Regions from separate parts of the Sus scrofa genome. Here regions 1, 2, 3, 4 and 6 are each linked to region 5. Evidence: chromatin contacts called from public Hi-C, HiChIP or PLAC-seq and promoter capture Hi-C data. All regions are on one chromosome and are shown on one strand. The core of a region is the stretch at or near the end of the contact, and the rest is flanking DNA. Distances in the headings are between cores, read along the strand shown.

The links. Promoter capture Hi-C pulls out the DNA fragments that hold promoters and counts their contacts. Hi-C and Micro-C count contacts between places; a contact is called where the count stands out from the background. HiChIP or PLAC-seq counts read pairs in DNA pulled down with a chosen protein or histone mark.
Region 1: a Hi-C map of liver shows a contact between it and region 5, with 5 times the contacts expected there. The contact joins the promoter of AUNIP here to the promoter of TMEM50A in region 5. A contact is called at or near these places in 1 of 5 promoter capture datasets (fetal liver) and 1 of 47 Hi-C or Micro-C datasets (liver).
Region 2: a contact with region 5 is called in a Hi-C map of liver, with 5 times the contacts expected there. The contact joins the promoter of MTFR1L here to the promoter of TMEM50A in region 5. A contact is called at or near these places in 3 of 5 promoter capture datasets (fetal liver, fetal skeletal muscle and liver), 3 of 47 Hi-C or Micro-C datasets (brain, liver and skeletal muscle) and 1 of 2 datasets of contacts at active chromatin or transcription factors (alveolar macrophages).
Region 3: a contact with region 5 is called in a Hi-C map of liver, with 5 times the contacts expected there. The contact joins the enhancer-like site here to the promoter of TMEM50A in region 5. A contact is called at or near these places in 1 of 5 promoter capture datasets (liver) and 1 of 47 Hi-C or Micro-C datasets (liver).
Region 4: an H3K27ac HiChIP or PLAC-seq map of skeletal muscle shows a contact between it and region 5, with 4 times the contacts expected there. The contact joins the promoter of CLIC4 here to the promoter of TMEM50A in region 5. A contact is called at or near these places in 1 of 5 promoter capture datasets (fetal liver) and 1 of 2 datasets of contacts at active chromatin or transcription factors (skeletal muscle).
Region 6: a contact with region 5 is called in a promoter capture Hi-C map of fetal liver, with 4 times the contacts expected there. The contact joins the promoter of SELENON here to the promoter of TMEM50A in region 5. A contact is called at or near these places in 3 of 5 promoter capture datasets (fetal liver, fetal skeletal muscle and liver) and 1 of 2 datasets of contacts at active chromatin or transcription factors (alveolar macrophages).

The regions. Positions count from the first base shown.
Region 1 is chr6:83,315,195-83,317,894 of Sscrofa11.1, reverse strand. It overlaps AUNIP (aurora kinase A and ninein-interacting protein), which reads left to right and starts at 1,253. Exons shown (of 3, transcript XM_013999063.2): 1 at 1,253-1,678. The coding sequence starts at 1,595. It also overlaps the pseudogene LOC110261117.
Region 2 is chr6:83,264,065-83,266,764 of Sscrofa11.1, reverse strand. It overlaps MTFR1L (mitochondrial fission regulator 1-like), which reads right to left and starts at 1,414. Exons shown (of 7, transcript XM_021095596.1): 1 at 1,276-1,414.
Region 3 is chr6:83,151,526-83,154,367 of Sscrofa11.1, reverse strand. All of the region lies in intron 2 of MAN1C1 (mannosyl-oligosaccharide 1,2-alpha-mannosidase IC), which reads right to left. Among named protein-coding and RNA genes, the nearest start is that of MAN1C1, 63 kb to the right of the region's middle. Within about 2 kb of position 1,342, at least 36 of the 83 cell types and tissues checked have an H3K27ac peak or open chromatin away from gene starts, as enhancers often do. A contact at or near this core is called in liver, where this site is marked.
Region 4 is chr6:82,399,771-82,402,470 of Sscrofa11.1, reverse strand. CLIC4 (chloride intracellular channel protein 4) reads right to left here and starts at 1,430. Exons shown (of 6, transcript XM_021095589.1): 1 at 1,052-1,430. The coding sequence starts at 1,123.
Region 5 is chr6:82,860,296-82,862,995 of Sscrofa11.1, reverse strand. TMEM50A (transmembrane protein 50A) reads right to left here and starts at 1,311. Exons shown (of 7, transcript NM_001243626.1): 1 at 1,222-1,311. It also overlaps a transcript of RSRP1 not described here.
Region 6 is chr6:83,245,371-83,248,200 of Sscrofa11.1, reverse strand. It overlaps SELENON (selenoprotein N), which reads right to left and starts at 1,267. Exons shown (of 13, transcript XM_021095600.1): 1 at 1,098-1,267; 2 at 934-943; 3 at 306-426. The coding sequence starts at 1,267.

The sequences.
Region 1 (2,700 bases), core at 4-2,503, 450 kb before region 5:
GAATCCGACTAGGAACCATGAGGTTGCGGGTTCGATCCCTGCCCTTGCTCAGTGGGTTAATGATCCAGCATTGCCGTGAGCTGTGGTGTAGGTTGCAGACGCGGCTCGGATCCTGCGTTGCTGTGGCTCTGGCGTAGGCCGGTGGCTACAGCTCCGATTCAACCCCCAGCCTGGGAATCTCCATATGCCGCGGGAGCGGCCCAAGAAACAGCAACAACAACAACAACAAAAGACAAAAAAGACAAAAAGACAAAAAAATAAAAAATAAAAAATAAAAGAATGTGTTTAAATATATACTTTGACAAAGATTTCAATTTTGGACTTTCAATCAAGGATCTTTATGTTAACTTTTTATAATGTTGTTATATGTTAATGTTTACACTATTGCCATTTCCACAGTACACAAGCAATATAGATCAATATATGTACAGTGAGGGAAATTAGGAAGTACAGGTAAGCAAAGCAAAAAAAAAAAAAAAAAATCCTGGATGAAAAAAAAGTAACACTCCATTGCTAAAATAACCTGTTATATATATTACATCTATAGAGATTGTGGTTACAGATAAAAGAAGGATGGATGGGTTACCAGCGTTTTTTGCATTTCTGAAGAGCTTTCAGAATATACAAAATACTTTCACAAAACTTAATCTTTAAAATCCAACGCCATAGAGTAAGTGGTGAAAGCAGGACTGAAAGCTAGTTCCTGACTCCAAATTTTTAGTTTTCATTCTCCTTAACGTTTTCTAAATCCTCTCCCATGTGGTTTCATAGTTAAACTTTTTTTTTGTTTTGAATTACAAAAGTAATCCATTTAGGGTAGTCTTGAGGACCCCAGCTTTGGAGTTGGAGGACCAGAGCTTCAGCTCCTCCTCTTCCTTTTGAGATGTTCTTGAAGATTCACCTGTGAGACATGGCAAACTCTGAGCCCTGATGGTTATAAGAAAGTGCAACTAACTCAGCAAAAAGAAAACGCGCATTCCTTGTGCAACGTCGGGAACACGTTCATATAGCACAGTTTCAGAATACAATTCTTTTTTTTTTTTTGGTGCTTCTTAGGGCCGGACCGAAGGCATATGGTGGTTCCCAGTCTAGGGATCAAATCGGAGCTATGGCCCCGGCCACAGCCACAGCCACCCTGGATGCGAGCCGCATCTGCGACCTACACCACAGCTCACACCACAGCTCACAGCAACGCCGGATCTTTAACCCACTGAGTGACGCCAGAGATCGGACTGCGTCCTCACGGATGCTCGTCACATTCGTTTCCGCTGAGCCAGGAAGGGAACTCCCGGAGTACAACTCTTGAATGAGAAATCCGTAAAGAACGCGCCTTGGTAACTGGAAAGGCTCACGACGAATCAGATCTGTTGAGGTGGTAGTGAAGGTATCCATCCCATTGGGCTTAGGAGAGGGGCGGAGCCTGAGCTGGGGCGGAGCTGACGCTGGGGGCGGTGCCTGCGCCGGGCGGACGCGCCGTTGCTCCACCCCCAGCGTTGGCGCGAGATCTAAACTTCGGCGGGGTCTGTTATGGTGGTTCCCTAAGGCGGCCTGAGACTCAGCGGTGAGTTGCTTCGGCTTGTTCTCTTCACCGGCCATGAGGCGGAGAGGCCCGGAGGAGGAGGAGGAGGCCTGCGGCGTGTGGCTGGACGCGGCGGCGCTGAAGAGGCGGAAAGCGCAGGTGGGGTGTCGGGGCCAGAGGGGTTGGTGGGGAGGGTTTGGGGCCCCGAAGGCATGAGAAGGGAGGAGTTTGGGGGGGACAAGAAGGTGATGGGGGTAAAGTCGGGGGCCGAGTCGGAACAACTTTGGAAGTTTAGGGGAGAGAGGGATTGGAGTCTGAAGAAGGTTGAAAAGCAGGGTTTGGGAGGAGTGAAGAGAAAATGGGGGCGGAAGGCAGGCAGGCCGTGGAGGGATGTGGAGACCCTGGGGCAGCGAAGTTTCGAGGTGAGGGGAGAAGGTGGAGGGAAAATTTGCCCGGAAGAGCGTAATGGAGCAGACTCCTTAGGAGCTCACAGCCCCTACGGGACGGTAGCTGAGGATGAAGTGTGGAGGGCTGGCTGCTTATGCAAACTTGGCTAGTTCTTGCCCTGTGGGTCCCTCCTTGCCAGGTTGCCGGCCATTTACCTGCCCAGAACTTGTAAACTGTAGGGGGTAAAAAATAGATGAGACTGGAAGGGGAGCTGGCCTGATATTTATTGAGCATCCTCTGGGTGCCAAAAATACTGTGTTAAGTATTTAATGTGTATTATATGTAGCATCTCCCTTAGCGGAATAAGGAAACGCAGGTGAGGTAATTAACCCAGGTTCACCCAACTAGGAGAATTGAAAATTACACCCAGGTTTGGCACATATGCAAGAGTCTCTGTTAGTTATTACAGAAAAGCAAAAGGATGCTATAATAGTTCATGTTTATTGAGCATTTTAAGCTGGAGATTGTGCTATTTCAGATGAATTACCTTGTTTGGTACTCATCTACACAGTAGTGATATAATGATATTCATTTTACACTTGAAAAATAGCTTCAAAACAGACCCTAAGGGCAGGATTCTTCCTCAAGTTTATTACAGTCTTGTGGGGGAAGAAAACAGATGTATACATAATAGCAATATGTAATTTATTGAGTGCTTACTATGTGTCAGGCACTTTGCTGGTATATCACATGCCTTATAAGTGGCAGATACTCAAAAAGTTTGGTGAGACAAT
Region 2 (2,700 bases), core at 165-2,664, 400 kb before region 5:
GCCACAAGTTCCACACAACAGTGCTTCCCTGTGTTTCTCACTTTAGTCATGCAGCCACTTCTCCAAACTCACCTCCAAACTCAGTTGGACCTAACCCTCACATAACAGCCAGAGGCATCTTTCTAGAACTCCTGGCTAATCATGTTCCTGTCATGCTTAAAACCCACTGTGCTTGCTAGAGCCAAGAGGATAACATCTAGACTCCTCAGCATGGCTTGCAGGGCCTCGGCAGTCAGGCCCAACCTCATCTTCACCCTTCTCTGTCCTGTCTACCCACTCACCGCATTCATCCTCCAGGGCCTGTCCACTCTGGCCCCCGCACACTTCATAGCCACACCTGCTTTCCCCTTGCCCTCCAACCACACTGGCCCTTCAGCCCTTCGATGGTCTTGTCTACACTATTCCCTCTGCTTCAAACACCAACACCCTCTTCACCAAGTTCATCCTTAATCATTCTTGGAGCTCAGCTCAAGCATCGCCTCCCCTTCCCTGACAGTCACCCCGAGGCACCCTGCGTTTCCTTTGGGGTCCTTCAGCAGTATCTAGGTAACGGTGTGCCGTGAAGTTTGCCCCAAGGGCGACGACTTCCCAGCAGGGCACAGCGCCTGCTCCATACACGGTAGGCACTTGAGCATTTCATTTGTCCAATCGAGAAACGGACGAGAACGCCGAGTTCAACCCTCCACCCCACCCCAAGTGCCCGGCTAGAAGACCCCCCAGCTTGCTGGCCGCGCTGGCCGCGCTGGCCGGCTCCGACCACTTCTGCGCCCCCACAGCCCCTTCCGAGGCTGCCGTCCCAGTGTTTACACACGGCCTCCCGCAGGAGCCGCAGCGCCTCCCGAGCGGGGCCTGGTCCCATCATCCCCGGTCTCCGCCGCGCCGACACTCTGCGCGACCCCAGGGACCTCGCCCGGGACACGCCTCCCCTCCCCCGCAACAGCCCGACCCGACAAGGCCAAGGTCGGCCAAGTTCTTGCCGCAGCTCCGGCGGCCCTTGGACCCACAGGCCCGGGGCCGGGTCCCGGCAGGAGCGAGGGGGCGTCCGAAACGAGCAGCCTCTGGCGCATCTGGGTGACTCCGGCGAGCAACTGCCTCCGGGGACTCCGTTTCCCCCCTGCCGAGTGAGGTGGACAACAGTGGCTGCCGCGAGAACCGGCGCGGGCACCGGAGCCGCGGGCACCGAACGCACAGCGCCTGGCATTCATTAGGCTGCGCGACGGCCGGACCCGGAAAGCCGCGCTTCCACTCTGGGGCGGCACTCGCACCTAGTCTCACCTCAGCCTCCGGCTCAGGACTCTCACCTCACGGCCCCTCCTACCGTAGCGGGCCGCCCAGCCTCTACCACCCTCACTTCCGCTGACCCGCCCCCCGGAAGCGATCCCTTGCAGCTGCGCACCGAGCCGCGGCCCCGCGCGCCCTGGGCAGGCCAGCCGCGGAGGGCGGGGCGGCGGCACGTGCCGATCCCGAGGGCGGAGACAAGCCCCGAGGCCACGCCCCCTGCCGTCCGAGCCTTGGGGAAAGTTGATCCCCGAGGTCCGCCCAGTCGCATCTCCCGCTGGTCTCGGCCTCCTTTCCCTCCTTACCACTCTCCACGCTTAGTCCGGCTCCAACCTCTGGAAAGGGCCTGTGTTGCTGCTTGGCCCCCACATTGATCGGTGTTTGCTCTTCCCAACTGTAGTGCAAACTTCAGAATCCTCCCTCTGGCATCCAAGGCCCCAGATTTAGTGCTTGCTTTGCCCCATCTCGCCCTGGTGGCTTCACAGTTCATACTTCCCAGCCAAGACCCTCTACAGTCTTCTCTGCGGCAAGAATGGGCCTTTCTTCCTCTGACTCTGCTCTCCAGGGCTTTGTAGCTTTCTTCTATTTTAGCAGTTAGGTATATCACAAAGACACACACAGGTATACTCAGTGAGTTGGATGATCAGATGGCTAGACTGGCAAGACACCAGATGCTTTGGGAAAGAGACTCACATTCCTTCCAGACTCACTCACCCACTCCCTCTTTGTGCTCAAAGCCTCAGAGTCCTGGTCTCCATGACATCCAGGCCTGGGTCACATGTCCTCATCTGACCTCAACACGTGGCTGTGCTTGGCTTCCAGGCTATAGTTCTTTGGTTGCAAGTCCTAGCTGCCAGAGACAGACTGGCTTCTTGGGGAGAGAAGCTGTGCATTCACACAGGCCTCACGCTCAGACTAATTGGTGCCTGCTGTTGCCCTCTTGAAATTAACAACAATTTTTTTTTTTTTTCAACAAAGGCCCTGCGTTTTCATTTTGCACTGATCCTGTAAACTCTGTAGCTGGCCGTGGTCAGAGACGGTGTCCACCCTGATCCCACCATATTTTAAATGATGAAATTTGGCTTCCATTTCCAACCCTCTTTCCAGGATGACAAACATGCTTTAACCATTACTTTCCTGTCCTGGGCAATGGCAGATCTTGCGAATTCGCTCTAGTTGCCTTTCCTTGGTGTGACAGATGCTATCTTGGTTCTTCATGAAGATCCCTTTTACCCAACCAGTGAATCATCCCCCAGCAACTCTACTGGCTGCTCACAGCTGCCCCATTTTCCAGAAAATTGCCCTTGCAGGAGGGAGAATGGAAGCCCTAACCTGGGAAGTTACTCTACCCCATAAGCCAATGACTACTAAAGGGTACAAGAGGCCAGTTTGGATGGCAGTGTGGGTTATGCTCCAGAGCCC
Region 3 (2,842 bases), core at 93-2,592, 290 kb before region 5:
CAGAAGGGCCCTCTATCTTGACCTGTGGGGTGGTGACAGGGGTGCATCCACATGTAAAATTCCTTGGGCTATGCACTTAAGATTTGTGCATTTTACTGTAAATTGTAAGTTACATCTTAATTTTTAAAAAAATAATTAAAAAGGAAAAAAAAGATAGAGGCTCAAGTTAAAGGACCAGGGTTCAATTCCTGGCTGTCAGACCTTCCGAGTGCCCTGTCCCTCTGTGCGTCTTTCCCCATCCTTCGATGCTGGACCAGATGGTTTCAAAGAATCCACCTGGCATGGACAGTCTGAGATTCTGTGAATTCGCAGACCTATTTGTTACTGAGTTTGCTGGGAAATCTGGCAAGTGCTTGCCATTAATGCAAGGAAGCAAAGAGGGCTGGCTGGCTGCTGCGGGCTCTGCCTTGTTTCCAAGGAAGGGAAGGCCTATGGAAATTGGGCAGGAACACGTCACCCCCAGGAGGGAATGTCAGTTTCAATATGAATCATCTCATGCTTCCCCGGTAACTTGCTCTGGGAATAGATACCCTGACTCACTCCTCTCCAACAGGCACAAGACTTGCTACTAAAATTTCAGATTTCAACAGAAACTGCGTAGCCCAAATAGCCTCTCAGAGGCGGGAAAAAAAATGAGCCCTAGTAACGAGCTGAGAATCACAGAGGGGACAGTGAGGGCCCAGGGTGCCAACCTCTTTGTACTGAAGCCGAGTCGAGACCCAGAGGAGGTCGCGGGCTCAGGTGGCTGCTGGTGCCGGGCTGGGGCAGGGACCCAAGGCTCCAAGCCTCAAGTTTTCTTTTCACAACAACCTGCTGCTATATTTTCTAGAGACATAAATGATGCTCTGTGCTGGTGGGAAGTCTTTTAAACAAAAAGAGAAAGAAAAAAACAGCAAAGATGCATCTTAATTAGAAACCGCTTGGGGGGAAAATATCTTTCTGGTAGGAGGGTGCAGAGCAGCGCGGCCTGAGTGGTCAGCAGCATGAGAGCGTGGCAGTCGGCAGGCCAACTGAGAGGTGAGCGCTCTGCTTTGCTAATCACCCAGCGTCACTCCAGGGACATTCTGGTCTTTAGAAGCTGGCCGAGGAATCGTGGATGTGTCACGCAAGGCCACAGGGAGGCCACCACCGGCTGCAGCATCTGACCAGAAACTGCCAGTCCTGCCTGGCCTTCCCATGCGTGGGGTTAATACTTTCCTCCCATTTTCTTCCTGGTGCTAAAGGCCATTTGCCTGTGACTGGTGTTTCTAATCCATTTCCTCTGTGCTTTGACAGCCTCTGGCCTCCGGATGGAGCAGCCCCGGCTCCCAAGACATGTGACTGCCGGGAAGGTTTGCTCGCTGCCCTGTAGCCTGACCCATTCTACCCAAGGAATTGCAACATCACCACCTCCGGGGCTGATGACAGCGCTTTCTCAAAACAAACTCAAAGCCGGGGTCAGGAATGTGCACCACCGCCTGCCAAAATCAGGGAGCATCATTGCCTGATATTGATCTTCCAAGAGCTATGGATATTTGGTGTTTTGTTTTTGTTTTTCAGAAAAAAAGAAAAAACAAACCTCCAAAAAACAAAACTTACAAAAGAGGATATGGCATTTTCAGCCAGAGAAGTCCCAGTGCTCTGTCACCCAATAAAAGAGGAGACAGGGAAGGGGCTGGGAAGGGTGTATCTGCCCTCCGGGAAGGAAAAGTCCTTTATGAGGGCTTCGTAGGTGCTGGGCACTGCACTGGGGCTACCTAGCTCTGCCCTCCCTCTTTTATAGGTGGGTAAACTGAGCTTCAGAGCACTTTCTGACTTGCCCCATTTAATTCAGCTGGTAAACGCCAGGAATCTGAACCCTGGCATAGCTCCCAAGTCAAAACTGCTGCCACTCAGAAACAAATTCAGAGAGCTGTGGAAACAGCATGGAGATCTATGGAAAACTGTTTATCTTTTGAAAACAGTTTTCAAAACTGTCTGCAAAGTGTGTACCTCCCCACAGCCACACTGCGGAGCGGCTTTCTAACCTACAGAAGGACCCAGGAAGACTGGAGTGTGTGTGTGTGTGTGTGTGTGCATGTGTGTGCACCTGCACACACACGTAGAGACTATGAACACTGTACAGAAGGCACAGCTAAGTCACACGCCAAAACGCAGTTGTAAAAATGATATCTTGGGGCCTGGATTTATTCCCTCTCCAATATCATATTTGCTCCGTTTACAAGGCAAAGGTGATTTTTCTCTCTGCGAAGGCCGACCATTCGCAGCCTGTGATCTAAAAATCGTGCCGTGCTCATTTTGCCTCTTAGCTCACCCAAGGCTGTAAATCATCTCTGGAAACAGGGATTTGGTCAGGCAGTTCTACTGGGGATTCACCAGGCAGAGGCAGAATCCAATCTGGGGCCCTCACGGTCACCCCGAGCTGGCTCGCAGCAGGGGGACGTTGCTTCCAGCCGCAGATGCACCTCTCTCCTTCACAGAGAAGATGCCTGGGATCAGAGCCGCTGACTAAGCAAGACTGCTGCTCTTTCAGGGTCAGTCTGCTGATTCCCAATGTACTTTGTGACGGAGGAGGTCATGGCAGCTGCAGAGGATGAGCGGGACAGAGCACAGCAGGAGCGGGATGAAGGGCTTCAGGGAAAACAGAGCAGGTAGGGACCTCAGGGGCAATTCATCCATTTGGCAATATTGATTGAGAGCCTACTGTGTGACAGCCACTATTTTTTTCTTTCCTTGGAATATAATTATTCTCACAATTATTTTATAACAAATGTAACAATCATGGCTGCAGCTTATGGTTAATGCATGCCTATGGGCAAGGATGTTAAAGCACATGGGCAGGTTTTATACACATCAGCTTTCT
Region 4 (2,700 bases), core at 181-2,680, 460 kb after region 5:
CTAGTTCTGCATGAGTCTGCTTAAGTAAGGGACCAAGAAAGAAAAATCTCGAGGATTTTAAAGAAGTTTTGAGGGAGCCAGTTGGATCCAGATGTTCATAACTTCTCTCTCCTTTGGTAAAATGAAAAATGTTGAAGAAAAATAGGAAAGGGCTAAGGGTGGTAATTATCAGCAAATATGGTAGTTCCAGGATATAAAAACTGAAGAGACAAAGGGGGAAAAAAAAAATCAACCCTTTAAAGTCCAAGCAAGTTCGGAATTCTTTCCCTCACCAGCTTTTCTTTCAAAACAAAAGGGCACACACGATCTTTCCCGAGGCAACAACACCGAGGGGAGCAGCCAAAATATTGCATCATACAAAACACTTCGCGCTTGAGAAACAAGAAAACCAGATGGTGGTAAAATACCTAAGGCAGGAAAACCTCAGTTGGGAATCTCGGTCTTTTCCGTAGGCGCAGGACTGCCTGCTCTTTTTAGAAAAAAATTTTTCAGATGGAACCGAAAATTAAAGTTACGGTTTCCTACCAGCCGAGAGTGAAACGCTCTTCTAGAAAGCGTTCAAAGTTCAGTTCATCAGCTCACCACGGGCTCCAGGCTTCGCCCCCCTGGCCGGGGGTGAACTTGGAGAGCTCAGGGGTGGGGTGGGGTCGGGCCCGGGCGGTGGCGGAGGGAGGGTGGTGGTGACAGGGCCCAACCCCGCCAGGGTCCCAGGGGCCGAGGGGGGCAGCTAGTCCCACCCGGACGCGGGACGACGGTGCTGCGTCCGCCGGGGCCCGCGCCGCTGGAGGCGCTGCCGGCGGCCGGGAGCGCTGGCTTTCTGGGGTCCCCGTCCCACCCCGGCTCCCTCGACGGCCTCCGTGGCGGGAAGGGGCGGGTGGGCCCAAGACAATGGGCCGGGGGCGCGGGGGCAGAGATTCCCTCCCTCCCGGTGAGGAGCGCCGCGCGGGGGCGCTGCGGGGGCGCCGGGGCTGAGGAGCGGCAGGGGACGCCGCCCCCCGCGGCCAGGCGGGCGCCGAGCACTCGGCGGGGCGGGACGGCGGCGAGCGCTCACCTTGACGAAGAGCTCGATGATGGGCTCTTTGTCCTCCTCCTTCAATCCGTTCAGCGGCATCGACAACGCCATGGCCGGTTCGGCTGGGCTCCGCGGACGGCGACGACGGCTGCTTCAGCTCTGGGGCTGCTCTGGCTCGGGCTCCCGCCACGCTGCGCCTCCCTGGACAGTCCCGGCGTCAACCTTGCCTTAGGATCGGCTCCTCCGCACCGCCCCACGCCCCGCGCGCGACTCTGAGGCGGCGGCAGCCCAAGCCTCTTCAAGTCGTGGGGCGTGGCCCGGGGAGGGGCTTCGGTTGGGGCGGGGCCAAAAGCCCAGCCTCTCCGGACTCTTCGGAGGAAAGGGGGCTGCCGGGGCTCGAGTGCTTGGCTTTAGGCTGGGGAGGCAGACCGACAGCTTTAGGGGGCTGGACCTAGGCTGGAGGGCGTGGCCTTGGAGGGCTCCTAAAATTGCCAAGTCTCAGGCGGGTGGCGGGCAGGACTCCGAGCCACGCCTCCCGAGGGGGCGGGAGGGAAAGTCCCCTGGGGACCAGCGCCTGACACCGCCTCCCGCCGAAGCGCTGGCGAGTCCTTGCAGCTGCTGCTGGCGCTTTGCCAGGTGACCTCAGCCTTCGGCCGGCCTGGGGAAGCGAGAAGGCGCCTCCCGCCCTCCCCCTGCAGCAGCCCCCAGGACTCATCGCCCTTGACCGCAGCGGTCGCCTCCTCAACTCCGTTAGGCGGAGCTCCCTTTTCCCTTTTCGGAAAGTTGTCATCCCCTTAGAAACACCTTTTTTTTCTCTCTCTCTCTTCTTACTTGTTTTTTCCCTTTGACTCTCCTGTCACTTCTGTCTTGGGAGCCAGCGTACGAGCAAATATATATGAGGCCTTACAGTGTTCCAGGCCCCCGGTTATAAGCGCGGCGGGGATCCCCCTCTTCTTCCGAAAGCCTACAGTCTGGAACTGCATCCTCCAGTGGCTGAATGTTTCGAAGGATTCCCAAGCCATGGTCCATGAGGTTCTCCTTTCCTGGCGTAATTTCTTTCCGTATTCACGTGGCAAACTTGAATGTGCATCAGGATCACCTGGTGCTACATCCAACCCTGCTTTACCCAGTTCTCTGAGTCTCCTCCTATGGGGAAGAGAGGAATTCACATTTTAACAAGCCCTGGGAGGAGTTGCCGTTGTGGGGCAGCGGAAATGAATCTGACCAGGAAAACCAGGAACCATGAGGTTGAGGGTTCAATCCCTGGCCTTGCTCAGCACGTTAAGGATCCGGCATTGCCGTGAGCTGCGATGCAGATTGCAGACGCAGTTGAGATCTGGTGTTGCTGTGGATGTGGTGTGGGTCGGCAGCCACAGTTGCAATTAGACCACTAGCCCCGGAACCTCCATATGCGATGGGGGCCGCCCTCAAAAAGACAAGGAAAAAAAAAAAGAAAGAAAGCCCTGGGACATTTTGATGTAGGTCGTCCTCAAACTGGAAAAACCATACTAGGGTTTGAAGCCCCCGAGGGCAAGGGCTGTGATACCTTGAGCCAGGTAGGAGGTAGGCGCTGGCTCTGGGTTTGCTACCCTTGAATGCCTGAGGCAAATGTCACCCCCTCTGAAAAGTTATTTGTTTGTTCCCTCTTCTGAATTTCCCTCAAACATGACCCAGCTACTACCCCACCC
Region 5 (2,700 bases), core at 62-2,561:
TACATAAAACATTCCTTTGAACTGGGCTATACAGACCTGGTCTGAGACATATCCATATTATCACTATTTCAGAATATGAAAAAGTTTGCATTAAGTCTAACTTGTTAATAATCAAGCCAACTGGAGCTCCCGCGGAGGTGCAGCAATAACCAACCCTGGGAACTTCCGTATGCCAAGGGCACAGCCCTAAAAAGACCAAAAATAGTAAGAATAATCAAACACCCAAACTCCCGCAGCTAATTTTAACCGTCCGTGAAGCTAATCTGTAGCCAGCAATCATGGTTGCCCAAAAACACATCCTAAAAAAGAGCAATGAATCCAGCTGGAGCCTCCCTTTTAAAAATTAGACACTATATTGGAGTTCCGTTGTGGCTCAGTGGTTAATGAATCGGACTAGGAACCATGAGGTTGCAGGTTCGATCCCTGGCCTCGCTCAGTGGGTTAATGATCCGGTGTTGCCATGAGCTGTGGTGTAGGTCACAGACACTGCTCGGATCCTACATTGCTGTGGCTGTGGTGTAGGCTGGCGGTTACAGCTCCAATTAGACCCCCTAGCCTGGGAACCTCCATATGTTTTGGGAGCGGCCCAAGAAAAGACAAAAATAAATAAATATAAAAATTAGACACTATAAAAATTAAATATTAAAAACCGTGATTATAACTAGTGTTAATATGCCTTTAAGACAAGTCCAATGTTGAAAATTCACTCTTTTTATTCCTCCCTGGGAGGAAAAGCAATCAGTATGTTATTTTCGGTTCACTCCAGTGACCCCGCCCCAAACCATTTGTCTACGGTTAATTACCCGCACACTCAGGCCCAAACTCCGCCCTCCAGGCTCTGGGGATTTCAGGTGTAGAGTGGACTGGGACTGGGAAGAAGCGGGAACTAGTTCTAGCTCGGCCCCCTCCCTCGCTGAGTGAACCCGCAGGCTTACACTCCCTTCCGGAGTGTCAGTTCGCCCTAAAGGGGGGCATGGTGATTTTCAGGGATCCTGTGACGTCCTCGGGGAAGGCACGGTCGCCCCCTCCCGCCGCGGGTGGGACACGGGTGGGCAGGAAGTGGCCAGGAAGGGTCCAGGAAGGCACAGCCTGAGCCTACAGCTTCCCAGAGGGTGGGACGCAACGACCTGGTCAGCATCGGCCGGGCAGACAGTCCCGGGTCCGCACTTCATCCGGCCTGCGGCAGTGCCTCTCTTTCCCCCACTCCCGCCTGGCACTTACGTCCAGCCCCGCCCGTGCAGTCGGTCCGGAACCCGGTGTTGCCCCGCGCGGGGTTGCCCCACTTCCCCAGTTCCAGCCAAGAAAGCAAAACAGCCACAGGCCGCCGGATACCCGGATCGAACAGCACCGCCCCCGGGGCAGGAATGCGCATGCGGCTCCGGGCGTAGGAAGAGGCCTGGGAAGGAAGGAAGATGGGCTCAGAAAGAGCCAGAGAGCCACGCCCACCACGCCGGTGTCTCTGCGCATGCTCGGAACGCGCCAGCTCTAGGGCCTATCCGCTGCGCTCTGTCCACAGCTGGATGTCGGAAATGGTAGTTGCGTGCAGCTTTCAAGGGTAGGTGTGAGAAGTTGCTCTTTGCTTTCAAAAGAAGGCGTTTGCTTGGGCTTTATATCCAGTCTTCAGAGAGGTGATTATTCTTCTAGTGCTGGAGCCCGTTCCGTAGTTGTCTCAGGTGCGGTGCAGAAGGTAGATCTGGCCCAACAGCTCTAATCCGGTTTTTAAGTCTTGTTTAAAATTTTTCTCAGAGCCGCCCCCGCCCTCGCGGAAACTTTGCATCTATAAGGGGCGGTTCCCGGAAGGCGGGTAACGCCGAGTTCTGCTAGCCTGCTACTTGGGAGACCCAGGTGCGTCCCGGCGCGGTGACCCACTTCTAGGAGTTGACGTTTTTTTCAGTTTGCTTGAAGGTAGGGTTTCTGAGCCTAGGTATTACTGACGTTTGGGACCAGACAATTCGGGGGGGAGGGCCTCTGTCCCGTGCTGCTGTAGCATGATTAATCTGCATCACCCGCTTTCCTCCACTTATAACAACCAAAAATGTCTCCAGACTGCCAAACACTCGCCCCTGGGGAAAAGCGACCGGCTTGAGAACCAATGTTTAGGAGATAATCTGGATTCTGAAGAAGTGACCCTTTTCACAGCCGGAGGCAATGGTGTCAGCTAAGAGAATGACTTGTGGCTGGGATCGTCCCTTCCAAGAAGCTCTCGGTCGCATTCCAGCGTCTCGGTGGAGTCGATGGTGGTACAAGAGTCATAGCCCGCTCCGGAGAAGAGGCAAGTCACAGTCTCGTTCCTGAAGGCGCCAGAAGAGAAATTACAGGCGCCGCTCGCTATTCTGCTGGAGGTACCTCTCTCAGGAAAGGTCGTATTACAGAAGGGCCTCTTTGATCACGCGCAGGCGATAGCACTAGGTCTTTTACCCTGTGGTGTATCCGAAAGAACAGAGCACCTGGAGGGAGAGATCCAGGAAGAGGTCGCGGAGCAGAACCCGGTTTCACATAAGTAAAAGAGGTTAGGAAGGTTTTTTTTGTCGCTAAGAGAGGCGCACAGGTTCACCTCTTTTACATGTAGGGGTATATGTATGAGTAGACGAGGAAACCAAGGTTTTTGTGTCGTTTAATTTCTTTGATTTCTTTTGATGTATGAAATCTCCAGCTTTGGGTGAGGGATGGGCATTAGGTGATTAGTAGACAAAACTATGC
Region 6 (2,830 bases), core at 18-2,517, 390 kb before region 5:
AGTGATGTCTGGTCCTGAGGAAGTGCTCAGGGAATATTAGCTACTATTATTCACACGAGGAGAACAGGCTCAGGGGTGTGTGTGTGTGTTTGTGTGTGTGTGTGTGTTGTATGTGCATGTGTCTGTTAAAGCAGCTTGCCCAAACCCCGGCTAGAAAGTGTCAGGGATGGGAGGACCCCAGGGCTGCTAGGCCCCACAGGCCTCCCCCCGACTCCAGGCAGCCCCCCTGCTTAGAGCAGACACAAGCAAGAAGCAGAGGGCAGGGCCTTGCCTCCTCCTCCCCAGTCCCCAGGCTCTCCTGGTACCTGTCAGCTTCTCGGCGATGGGCTTGAACTCCTCAGGGCTGATGTACATGTCCTGGTCAGTGTCCAGGGAGGAAAAGAGGAAGAGGCCTTCTGTCCCCAGGGCTTTCAGTGCTGAATCCTGCTTGGGAGGAGGTGGCTGGGCTGAGCAGTTGGATTCCCAACCCATATCCCAAAAGCATGCAAGGAGCAGCTCCTGCCACCATCTTCCTGAGTTCCCTCAGCCCACCTCCCAGTTCGTGTGTCCAAACACCACCTCTGTGCACCCCAGAACCCCAGTCCCCTTCCCACCCCTCCTGGTCCCTTTGCTTCACTCCCTGCCCTCATCCAGTATCCACTCTGGTGATCCCTTTCTATCTGGACCCATCCCCCATCACCCTCTGGTCCACCCATTGTCCTCGTCTGACTCCCCTGCCCACTGTCCCAGCGCTCCCTGGACCCATCCAGAGGCTCCAGTCCCTGCTTCTATGAGCTTTGTCTGCGGTCCACTGTCCCAGTCACCCACATATACTGTTCCCCTGAAGCCTGTCCCAGCCCCTGCTGCACGCTGGCCAGTCCTTCCACCTCCCCCATCAGTCCTTCCAAGTCTGCCCGCCCCCCCAACCCCGTTTTCTTAGCCCTTCCATGCAGCCCTCCCAGCCCTAAGGCCCCGTCCCCTCGGGTCGGGGCGCCCTTCCATCCCCGACCTCGCCTGGTCCCCCACCCGGCCCGGCCCCTCAGAGCCCAGCCCCTCCCAAGCCCACCCGACTCTCCCGGCCGCCGCGCCCTCCCCGCGGCCCGGACCTGCCGCGCGGCGCCTGGGCCTCGGAGTGGCGGGCGAAGGCCCGCGCGGCGGCGGCGGCCGCGGCGGCGGCGAACAGCGCTCCGAGCAGCGCCAGGATGCGGCCGCGGCGCGGCGGGGGAGCGGGCGGCTCGGCGGGGCCGGGGCTGGGCGGCCCGCGCTCGCCCGGCCGGGCCCGGCCCATGTCGGCGACTCGCGGACGCTCCGGGCGGCCGGGAACGCGGACGGGCGGCGGCGCGGGCGCGGGCGGGCCGGGGGCGGGGCCGGGGGACCCCGCGGGCCGGGGCGGGGCAGCCGGGGGCGGGGCAACCGGGGGCGCGGCGTCCATGGGCGCGCTGGTCAGTAACCGGGCACCGGGACCCATTCCTGCCATTCGGTGCCTTCTTCTGGCATTTAATCTTCCACAAAGAAACCGGGCCTCCGCGTCCCATCCGGCCTGGAAGTGCCAGGCCGAGGCCTGGGAGAAGGAAGGGGCTGGGCTGGGCGGGGTGGGGAGGACCGCACATCTGAAGCTTTGTCAGCTCTCTGTCCAGCTCTGTAGGCAGATGTGAGGGACCCAGCGGAGGGCACTTAGGTCCTCCAGCAGCTTCCAGGAATCTAGCTTCCACCCTTATTCCACCTGCCTTCTAAAATGTCCTCAGTCATCCCAAACCAGAAAAACCACCAGGTCCAACCCTCGCTATCCTTTTCATGGTCCACCTGGAAGGGCACTCCTGTAAATTCATCAGGATGGGAGCTACCTGTAGCCCTGAACCCTCACCTGTGGGACTAAAATTTCCTCACCTATAAGGAGGATTCAGGCTCTTCCGTGGGTTGTGGTGAAGAGGAAATACCCGGGTTGGCTGGGGTGGCAGTCCCTGGGCACCAAGCAAGGCTGGCTGTGAGTTGCCACCGCAGTGGTTTTTCTGGAGGACAACACGTGGAGGACTACCTTGAGGATAGAGGCAAGTGAAGTTTAATGACGTAATTTCTTTTTCAATTTTTAGGGCTACTCCCATGGCATATGGAGGTTCCCAGGCCACGGGTCGAATGGGAGCTACAGCTATCAGGCCTACACCACTGCCGCAGCAACGCGGGATCTGAGCTGTGTTTGCGACTTACGCCATAGGCTCATGGCAACGCCGGGTCCTTAACCCACTGAGCGAGGCCAGGGATCGAACCGACGTCCTCATGGATACTCGTCGGGCCGCGATGGGAACGCCCAGGAAGCACTTTCAAATCTGTTAAGTTCCTTGGTTCCCCTGGGCCTCTTCCGTTGTTATATCAAAGCCCCACGGAGCTCAGAGATGGCTCTGCCTGCACTTTGCCACCAGAGGGCAGCAGAGGCCAAAGCTTCTAGACAAGTACCCGGAGCCCAGGAGACCGGGAGAGCCCGGCTGGCACTTTGCCACCAGAGGGCAGCAGAGGCCAAAGCTTCTAGACAAGTACCCGGAGCCCAGGAGACCGGGAGAGCCCGGGTGCTGTCCTTGGAGATCACTGCCTGCCCCAGGGCCTGTGCACCCAATAAGTGCGGGATGTTGGAGGAGGGATTTCACAGGTGCTGAGCACCCACTTGGTGCTGAACTTAGTGTTGGAAGATTCACACTATCTTAGTTTGTTCTCAAGCCATGCAGTGGGGTGAGGATTGTTTGCCTCGTTTTTAACTTAAGGAGCCTGAGGAGTTCTTGTTGTGGCGCAGCAGAAACGCATTGACTAGGAACCATGAGGTCGTGGGTTCCATCCCTGGCCTCGCTCAGCGGGTTAAGGA